Regions from separate parts of the Mus musculus genome. Here region 2 is linked to region 1. The links are chromatin contacts, called in public HiChIP or PLAC-seq maps. All regions are on one chromosome and are shown on one strand. Each heading gives the region's core, a stretch centred on a gene start, on an enhancer-like site or on the middle of the called end of the contact. The rest is flanking DNA. Distances are from core to core; before and after follow the strand shown. Region 1 holds the start of Il1r1 (interleukin 1 receptor, type I). Region 2 overlaps Il18rap (interleukin 18 receptor accessory protein).

Region 1 (4,003 bases), core at 1,010-3,509:
GTGAGGTTGCTAACTCTGCAGGTCCTTCTCCTGTAGCACTAACCATGCCGCAACCACAGAGAGAGGGAGATGCAGATCAAGTGCCAGCACATTTAAGAACAACACACGGGGCAGGTCATGGCCAATGAGTCAGGGTCCTGATAACCTCTCTGCTTTGAAGTGGCAGGTTCACAATAGATCCACCGTACAGACTCAGACTCTTGAGGATCTATGCTCTTCCCCGTACTGTATGCAATGGCTGTCCCACTGCAATGGCCTGGCTCACCAACAAGCTGTTCCCTCTATAGTATCTCTGACTGCAGGTGAGTAGACACTCCCTGCTGGTCCCTCCCATCCGCAGGTTTCCAATCCATCCTGGTTCTCTTGCACAGCTGGCCTGCGAGTATATCTCAGAATCCCTGCTCTTCCTTAGAAAACCACTGAGCTACATGTATGACTACTGTCTCCCCGCCCTCTCTACTGTGTCCTACAGGGCAGCCAGACCCACAGGCTTTGCAAAGAGGTAAATTTCAAAGTACTCTTCTGGGGGGCGGGGGGGGGGGAGCCTTCTGGTAGTCTATGACTTGCCAAGAGGGCCTATGCATGAGAAGACGGGGATTTTCATTTAGTTCCTTCACTTTCCCTCATACTTCCCCCAGTGCCTGGGACATAGTCGCGTTCAGTGACTATTGGTTTGGTAGAATGAGGAAAGCTAATGCTAAGCGGTCTCACTGGGATGGAGATTCAGCGGAAGATGTTACATGTTACAAGCCTCGGGAGTAGGAAGAGCACTCTCCTGCCACATCACAGCATGGGGCTTCAGCAGAGCCAAGGCTGTGTGAGAATTTAGAACAAATGGCCACCCAAGACTGAGCCTACTGGCAAGTAAATACTATGCACCAGAATGGGAGCCAGCCCACGATGTTTCCACTTAGGTCAGAAGCTAGTTTAAGATGTGTGTATATATAATTAAATTAGATAATGGGTAGGATATTAAGAAATTAGAAGAGATCAAAATAGAAAAGGATGCCAGCAGCTGCTTGGTAAGTTAAGAGGGGGAAGAGGTAGTACTTGTCACCAGCACCAGCTCCTGGAGCTCACAGCCATGGGATTCCATGTGGGATATCCACCACCCAGAAGACTACTATTAAGTGAGGATGACTCGGGCACCAATTCCAATGACAGATAGACTTCATCTCTTCTTTATCATGGCCCAAGTAGCCCAACTGATTAGATTCTGTTGTCTCAGTTCCTAGGCTGTTCCTTGGGGTCAGAAAGATGGGATGCTCCCAGCTGGTGAACATCGGAAGCAGTACAGAGAGCTAGCCTGGTGGGAAGATGAGTCTACCTGCCTTCCCTGGCAGCCGCTCTCACTCACCCGGTCTCCCCAAGGGGATCTGAAGCTCAGAGGGTGCCAATCCTCAGAAAAGATAGCCGCTAAGCTTCTGATATAAAGCAAGGTGACCTTGGCATCTCACCTACAGGACTTCTGGGAGGAGAAAGGGCGGTAAGAATAAGGGGCCCTATAAACAGCCAAGTGCTGTGTGGTTTTGTAAATAATGCATCTACATTCCCCAGTATCGACCTGTCTGGAGAGAGGAGACATCTCATCAGGGGCATTAAGGAATCCACTTCTTGCCTCATTAAGACCTCTCTTCTGAGCCCAAACCTCTAAGAGGGACACTCCTGAACAAGTTAGTTGCATTTGGCCCAATTTCAAGGCCTGGGAGCAATTTACTCAAGGGAGACTCATCTACCTAGAGCAAACTTAAAGAGTTGGGCAAGTTCCCAACACACACACACACACACACACACACACACACCAGAAAGGGGGAGGACTAAACTGTCACTACCTTTATCCTACATCCACAGAGAACGCTGACCTGCTGGCTACTGGGAGTAACTTAAGAAAGGCATTTGTCTGGGTCAAGGCAGCTCTGAGGCCTTGCGACCCTATTTCAGGAACTCTCTAGTTTTCTCCTACCTGGGCGTGCCCGGGTGCCCCAGTGGCGATGTTCAACAATCCAGCAGCTCCGAACTAAACCCGTTCAGGCCGGGAGCAACCGGAGCCCTGGGAGCCGCTCAAGGGCTGCTCCGCGCTCGCTCGGGGGTCACATTCCTTCCGCTCTGGGGCAGGCGGGCACCAGCTGGGCTCCCGCCCTTCTAGGTGGGCGCCGCGCTCCCAGGCGGCTCCTGGAACCCCGCACCAGCTAAGACCTTCTGAGCAGCACGCTGCTCCCACTCTGAGCCGCCCGCGGGGGCGTGCAGCGGGCGGAGACTGCAGGCCAGCGTCCTCAGCCTCGGGCTCGGAGCTAGCTGGCCCAGTGCCAATGCCCCGCCCTGGGAGCCGGATAGGTTGGGTTGTGGAGTTTCTGCCCCACATCCCAGAATATCTACATCCACGCAGAACATTCCAGGGTCTCTGTATCCCTCCGGGGGTGGAGGCAATGGAGGGTCTCTGCATCTCCTTGGGGGCATTTGGAGGGTCACTGCATCTCCTTGGGGGCATTCCAAAATCCCTGCATCCTTGCCAGATGTCCCAGATTCCAGGAAGAATGGCTCTGATTCCCAGATGGCTTGGCTCCTCTGAGCAGCCTCTGTGTTCCCACCCAAACCAAAATTAGATGGGTCAACTCACGTCTACATCGCAACCAGATTGTGCCACCTAACAAGAACCGAGCTGGTGACCCATGGGGTATCAGATCCTGAGGAAAACACAGTTCTGTGCTCAGCACAACTGGAGCCCAGTACTGTGTGCCTCGAACTGGCTTTGAGCACTTAGCCGAGTCATTAAGTTTGCAATACCTTGATTTCCTCTTTTGGTATAAAGGCCCGCAGCCTTTATAGGTAGGAGGAGTTAAAGAGCTCTGGTGAAGAGTTGATAGTTCATAGGCTTTTTACTTGGTTGCTTTACTGCTGTCCACCAGGCTGAAAAACAGGTCCCCTTATCATATCCCAATTAATTGTAGGATTTGCTCTGCAAAGGAGAATTCCAGAGTTCTCAGAAAGCACATGAAAAAAAAAATCAAGAATAGCCAAATTTTAGGACAGGGTGCAAGGAGGACATTGTGGTCCTGGAAATAGCACCAACCATTCCGTGCTCCCTACCCTCACCCCCCAGCTTCTTCCACATATAATGCACCACCCTGCAATACAACTGCAAAGAAACAGTGATTGCTTAATACCTCTAGATAGAGCACATGGCCATTTCCTGCATGCCTTCCAGCGTGGACAGGCCTTGAATTTCCTGCCTTATTCGCGTATGCAGCCTAGAAACCCAAGGTTGAAGTAACCCCGGGGGAAACTCTGAGATGGTAGAAAGCTTAAAGGGGCAGCATCAATGGTATATCATAGATGCCACCTGTGGCCTAGCAGGGCAGAAGGTCCTCACTCATTTCCAAAGGTTTGGACTGCTCCTTTGCCTCCGAAAGGCAGGCTTAAGTCTGGCAAGGAACTGGTGCCTTATCCCTAACCCTGCCCTAGCCCTGTCCCATGGGTCTGTATTCCAGAGGCTGTTCTCACAGCCTTGAGTACTTCTAACTCACATCCACAGAAGATTTGACCCCCTTAGAAGCCAGAATTGCCATGTCATAGTCACTGAGGGCTGCCTGGTGTCGGGGTTTTTCAAAGCTTCCAGGCGACTCTGCTGCACAGCTCTCATCATGATGCAGACAGACCAAGTCTCAAGGCTGTCTGGACAGGTGTATACTGTGGTAGTCCCCATCTGCGTGCCTTGTCTTACTGCCTATTAACCATGAGCAGTGATTATGAGACGTGATTATGCACAGGTTAGAAGTGGCATTTCGAACACCCATACAGTTTGATCATATCCACCCCTATTATCCCCCTCCTGCTTCTTCATCTCTAACAGTCTCCATTCTAGGTCATTACTTTACACAATTATTAGCAGGTCTATGCACTGTCCTAAAAAGGTGGGATTTAATATCGGCTGTATTTAATTCCTTAGAACTAAATAATACTCTATTTAATGTATATGCTACACTTCCTTTATCCATTTATCCAT
Region 2 (4,003 bases), core at 809-3,308, 280 kb before region 1:
TCCCAGTGAAGGTGCTTACACGGCAGGCAGACCTTCTGCTCCAAGCAGTAAAGTCAGTCACTGACACTGCAAATACACTGACCTGAGACTTGCTGAAGCCAGCAAAGCTTAAAGCAGCATTCTAGCCCATACAACATGATGGGTATTGCAACCATGTCTTGTGGGTGAATTAACAGAAGTGTCATTGGTAATAATAGGACTTGTAATTTGTGCAACTTACACTTGTTTGGGACAAATCCCTGACCTGGCATGCCTTGTTTTCATGTGGTAATAACCCAGGTGATGGGTTTCCTAAAACCAGACTTAAAGATTCAAAGTTAAGACACAGCCTCTTTGGGTGGTCTCATACGAAGATTATGGCTTCATCTTTCTCTGTCTAAGGGGACTGTGAAGATGGCAATAGTCAATACTCTGACTGGGCATATGACCCATCCTCAAGTGACATTCATCGCAGACCATACTGAGTTTCTATATACTTAGGTACCAGTCTAAAGGCAAACCAGGTCTAGCCTCAGTGAGCTCACATACTGTCCTCTGCCTGCTGCTGCGACAGTCCTGTTTTATGAATGAGGAGAGCGGTATATAAAGCTGCCACTTGCTGAATCACCCCAGATTGGTTAGCAAAGAGAATATTTCTAAGTCCCATAAATCCCACAAAAGTATCTTCTACAAGGTTCCTGGTAACTAGAATGAGCTAGAATTGTTTCTTCAGTCTTTCCTGGTGTAAAGCCAGAGCAAAAGGAGGAGAGGAAGGAGGAGGAGGAAGAAGAAGAGGAGGAGGAGGAGGAAGAGGAAGGAGGAGAAGATGAACAAGAAGAGGAGCAGGAAAATTAGAAGAAAAAAGAAGAAGAGTAAGAAAAGGGGGAGGAAAGACTAGGAGGAGGAGGAAGAAGAATTAGAAGAGGAAGAAGAAGAATAGAAAGAAGAAAAAGAAGAAGAGAAAGGTGAAGAGAAGGAGGGGGAGGAAGAAGGAGGATAAGAGGAGGAAGAAAAATTAAAAGAAAAAGAAGAGGGGGAAAAGAAGAGGAAGAAAAAGAGGAAGAGGAGGAGGAGGAAAAGAAGAAGAGGAAGGACCTAATCCTTCGAGATAAAACACTACCTATCAGGCATTAGCTACCTCTGACTTTTCTCATGGGCTCTGGCTGGCAGGAGGCATGTGAAATCACAACTAAGACAGTTCTAAGAAAAGAGAGCCAATAGATAGGGAATAACTAAGTAACAGTGTCTTGTCATTTAGACAGGGAGTGGCACACTGGGTGTTCTTACCCCCCAGAGTCTCATCTTTGTTCTTGTAGGTTCGACAGAGCAGGACAACTTCAATCCAGTACCAGTAGAGGAAAGCAGCTGCCACCAGAACGCCCACCAGCATCAAGGCCGTGCCGAGAAGGATGTATACAAACACCACTAAGGGAAACACAGAGATCTGAGCAAACACATCTAGACCAACACAGCCTATTATGTAATAGAAAGCCATGCTGCTATCTCTGTCATCTCAAGTCTGGATGGAATTTTCCACAATTAACTCTAGAGAGCCAGGTTGATGGGAAATTCCTGATGAGCTGACCTACGATGCTGAGTCATTTTACCTATTTTTGTTCCTACAAATGTCTATAGAGCTCATCTGTACCTTTCCTGTTGCCTGTTGTAAATTACATTTGCGGGTGCTCATCCCCATGGAAGTCTAAACATTCCTAGACTAGGAGTCACATCAGCACCTTGCACCCTCCATGACTCAACTTATAAATAAGGGATCTGCATAGGAAAGCTACCGTCATGGCACACTTACAGTGTCACACTATGGCCAGAGGACATTTACTCTGCTGGACTGTGTTCCAGTCATCGACTGAGCAAGTCCATGATTGGCCCAACCTCATCCCTGGACATCTTGCTAAGGATGGAACTGTTCCTCATGGGCATTTCTCAGAGTTCTTGTCATGGTCTCTGGAAGCCAGCAGGGGCAAATGGCAAAGAAAGTGATGTCTGCACACTGGGCTGTCCCAGTGGGTGGGGGTAGGTGGGGCTGGGGATTCTTGTAGGTACAAGAGGGATAAGTAGGTTAATTGAGTGCTTTAGGGAATGAGTAAGTGGGAAGGCTATATGAATGGGCAACAGCATGAACAGAAAGTCTGGGTGAGTTGAGTAATGGGTTCTTCTGCACACAAATTAGTTGTTACAAAGCTCAGGTCAAAGTCAGTTGTATGGTCATAGTCAAGGCCTTAAAGGAACTACCACGGCAAAGTGCTTTAGTGTCTGGAAAGCTTTCACAGCTAACACTGATGCTCTTTTTGGGAAAATGCCCCTTCCCCTTTCAAGAAGAACAGTTGTCAATCTCTGGGAACAAACTTCTAGGCTTACCCTCTTCCTTCTTCCTCAGCCGTATGGTCCGTGTTGTGTTCCCAATGGAGTTCTGGGCAAAGCAAACAAACTTTCTGCTGAGATCTCTCTGGGTAACTTCTCTCAAGAAGATGGTACGTTCAATGACTTCATTCTTGAAAGTGGATTGAATTCTAGAAAAGGAGGGGGAAATTCACACCCACTCAGGAAGATCAACTGCCATTCGTGAAGCTGTGCTCAGAAAGCTGACGAAGAGCCAGTAGGAATTTCTCGTAAGAAGACTGTAAAAGATCAGAGACAGACAGAGGAGGCTTGTTCTTCATCAATGGATGGAATCTGCTAAGGCTTTGCACTAAAGCACAAGTTACGTGTGGCCCTCCTCTGGACTTCACTGTAAGAGTCCCCCTTTGGGAATGAAGAATATTGATAATTTATGAACAGTCTCCCTCTGTAGACTGTTTCCTTCCCAAGCATGAAGCCCTAAATTTAATCCCCGGAGCACATGTAAAAAGCCAGGTGTGGTAGCGTGTACGTGTAATGCCAGCATTGGGAAAGCAGACAGAAGTGGATCCGTATGGCTCAGTGGCCAGACAGCCTAGTTCAGTCAGGAAGAAATTCTGCCCCCCACCCCCAACCCCAAACAAGATTAGTGAACTTTGAGGAATGAAAGATGAGATTTACCCCTAGCCTCCAAATGCAAGTACACATATGTCTACATACACCTACACACCTACACACCTACACACACACACACACACACACACACACACACACACACACATCATACCACACCACACCTAATTCCTCTTGAGGCTTGCTACCAGGTACTTGGCTGAGCACTGACTATGGACTCTTTAATCTCTTCCTTCCTCACAACACAAACTCTAAGGAGTCAGGATATGAACATCCTGACTTGGTAGTGTCAGGGGCAAAGTTCAGTGGAGGAAGAGTGGTGCTGGCCACAGTAGTGACATCATCATTACTGTGTGACTTTAGTATGTCCCACCTCCAGCCTGGCACCCAGATCTCTGACCCACCCAGAAAACTGACTTTCTGCATTTACTTAGTTCCCATTTTCTATGTCTGCATCATTCAGTGGTCACATTAAGGGACCATGTTCAGATGGGTCATGCCGCTGTGAGCCTACAATCAGTCCACAGAAGTTTTCTGCTTGCCACACATTCTGAGGTACATGTGGCTTCTACCTCATCTGTCCCTTATGGTGACCTTGAGAAATGAGGTTTTCTGTCATATACCTAGGAGATGGGGCCTCCCTCACAGAAGGCCAGAGTCACCTCGCCACTCCTGGAAAGCAGACTAAAATCCACAGGTGGGGTGGCTTGAGAATCTGGGCTCTGCCTCACTTCTCCTACGTAGAGTCTCATGCAGCATCCGTTTGAAATCCAATGTGTTCCTTGATGTTAGAACCTCTTGCTGAATGGCGTTTCCCTCAGTAAAATCTTTCCTTTACTGTTTATCTATACTTTTCAAAATATTACATTAGTCCAGTGAAATCCTTGAAAAACTAGAGAGAACATGCTGTGGATTCTTATCTGGAGGGGTTTCTAATACAGAAAATTGGTAGGACACATCTCCAATTGACATGTCTGACTGGCCATGATGGGTCCCAGATCCTTTGCTCTAGGATAGAGACTTACTTTTCTAGACA

The links. HiChIP or PLAC-seq counts read pairs in DNA pulled down with a chosen protein or histone mark.
Region 2: a FOXA1 HiChIP or PLAC-seq map of pancreatic cancer cells shows a contact between it and region 1. The contact joins the enhancer-like site here to the promoter of Il1r1 in region 1. A contact is called at or near these places in 9 of 484 Hi-C or Micro-C datasets (the AML12 cell line, CD4 T cells, the G1E-ER4 cell line and 3 more), 2 of 115 datasets of contacts at active chromatin or transcription factors (bone marrow-derived dendritic cells and pancreatic cancer cells) and 3 of 9 other capture datasets (adipose tissue, liver and macrophages).

What each region holds. Positions count from the first base shown.
Region 1 is chr1:40,264,842-40,268,844 of GRCm38.p6, reverse strand. It overlaps Il1r1 (interleukin 1 receptor, type I), which reads right to left and starts at 2,259. Exons shown (of 11, transcript NM_001123382.1): 1 at 1,964-2,259.
Region 2 is chr1:40,540,391-40,544,393 of GRCm38.p6, reverse strand. Il18rap (interleukin 18 receptor accessory protein) reads right to left here. Exons shown (of 13, transcript NM_010553.4): 10 at 2,356-2,507; 11 at 1,267-1,404. Among named protein-coding and RNA genes, the nearest start is that of Il18rap, 27 kb to the right of the region's middle. Within about 2 kb of position 2,058, at least 22 of the 459 cell types and tissues checked have an H3K27ac peak or open chromatin away from gene starts, as enhancers often do. A contact at or near this core is called in pancreatic cancer cells, where this site is marked.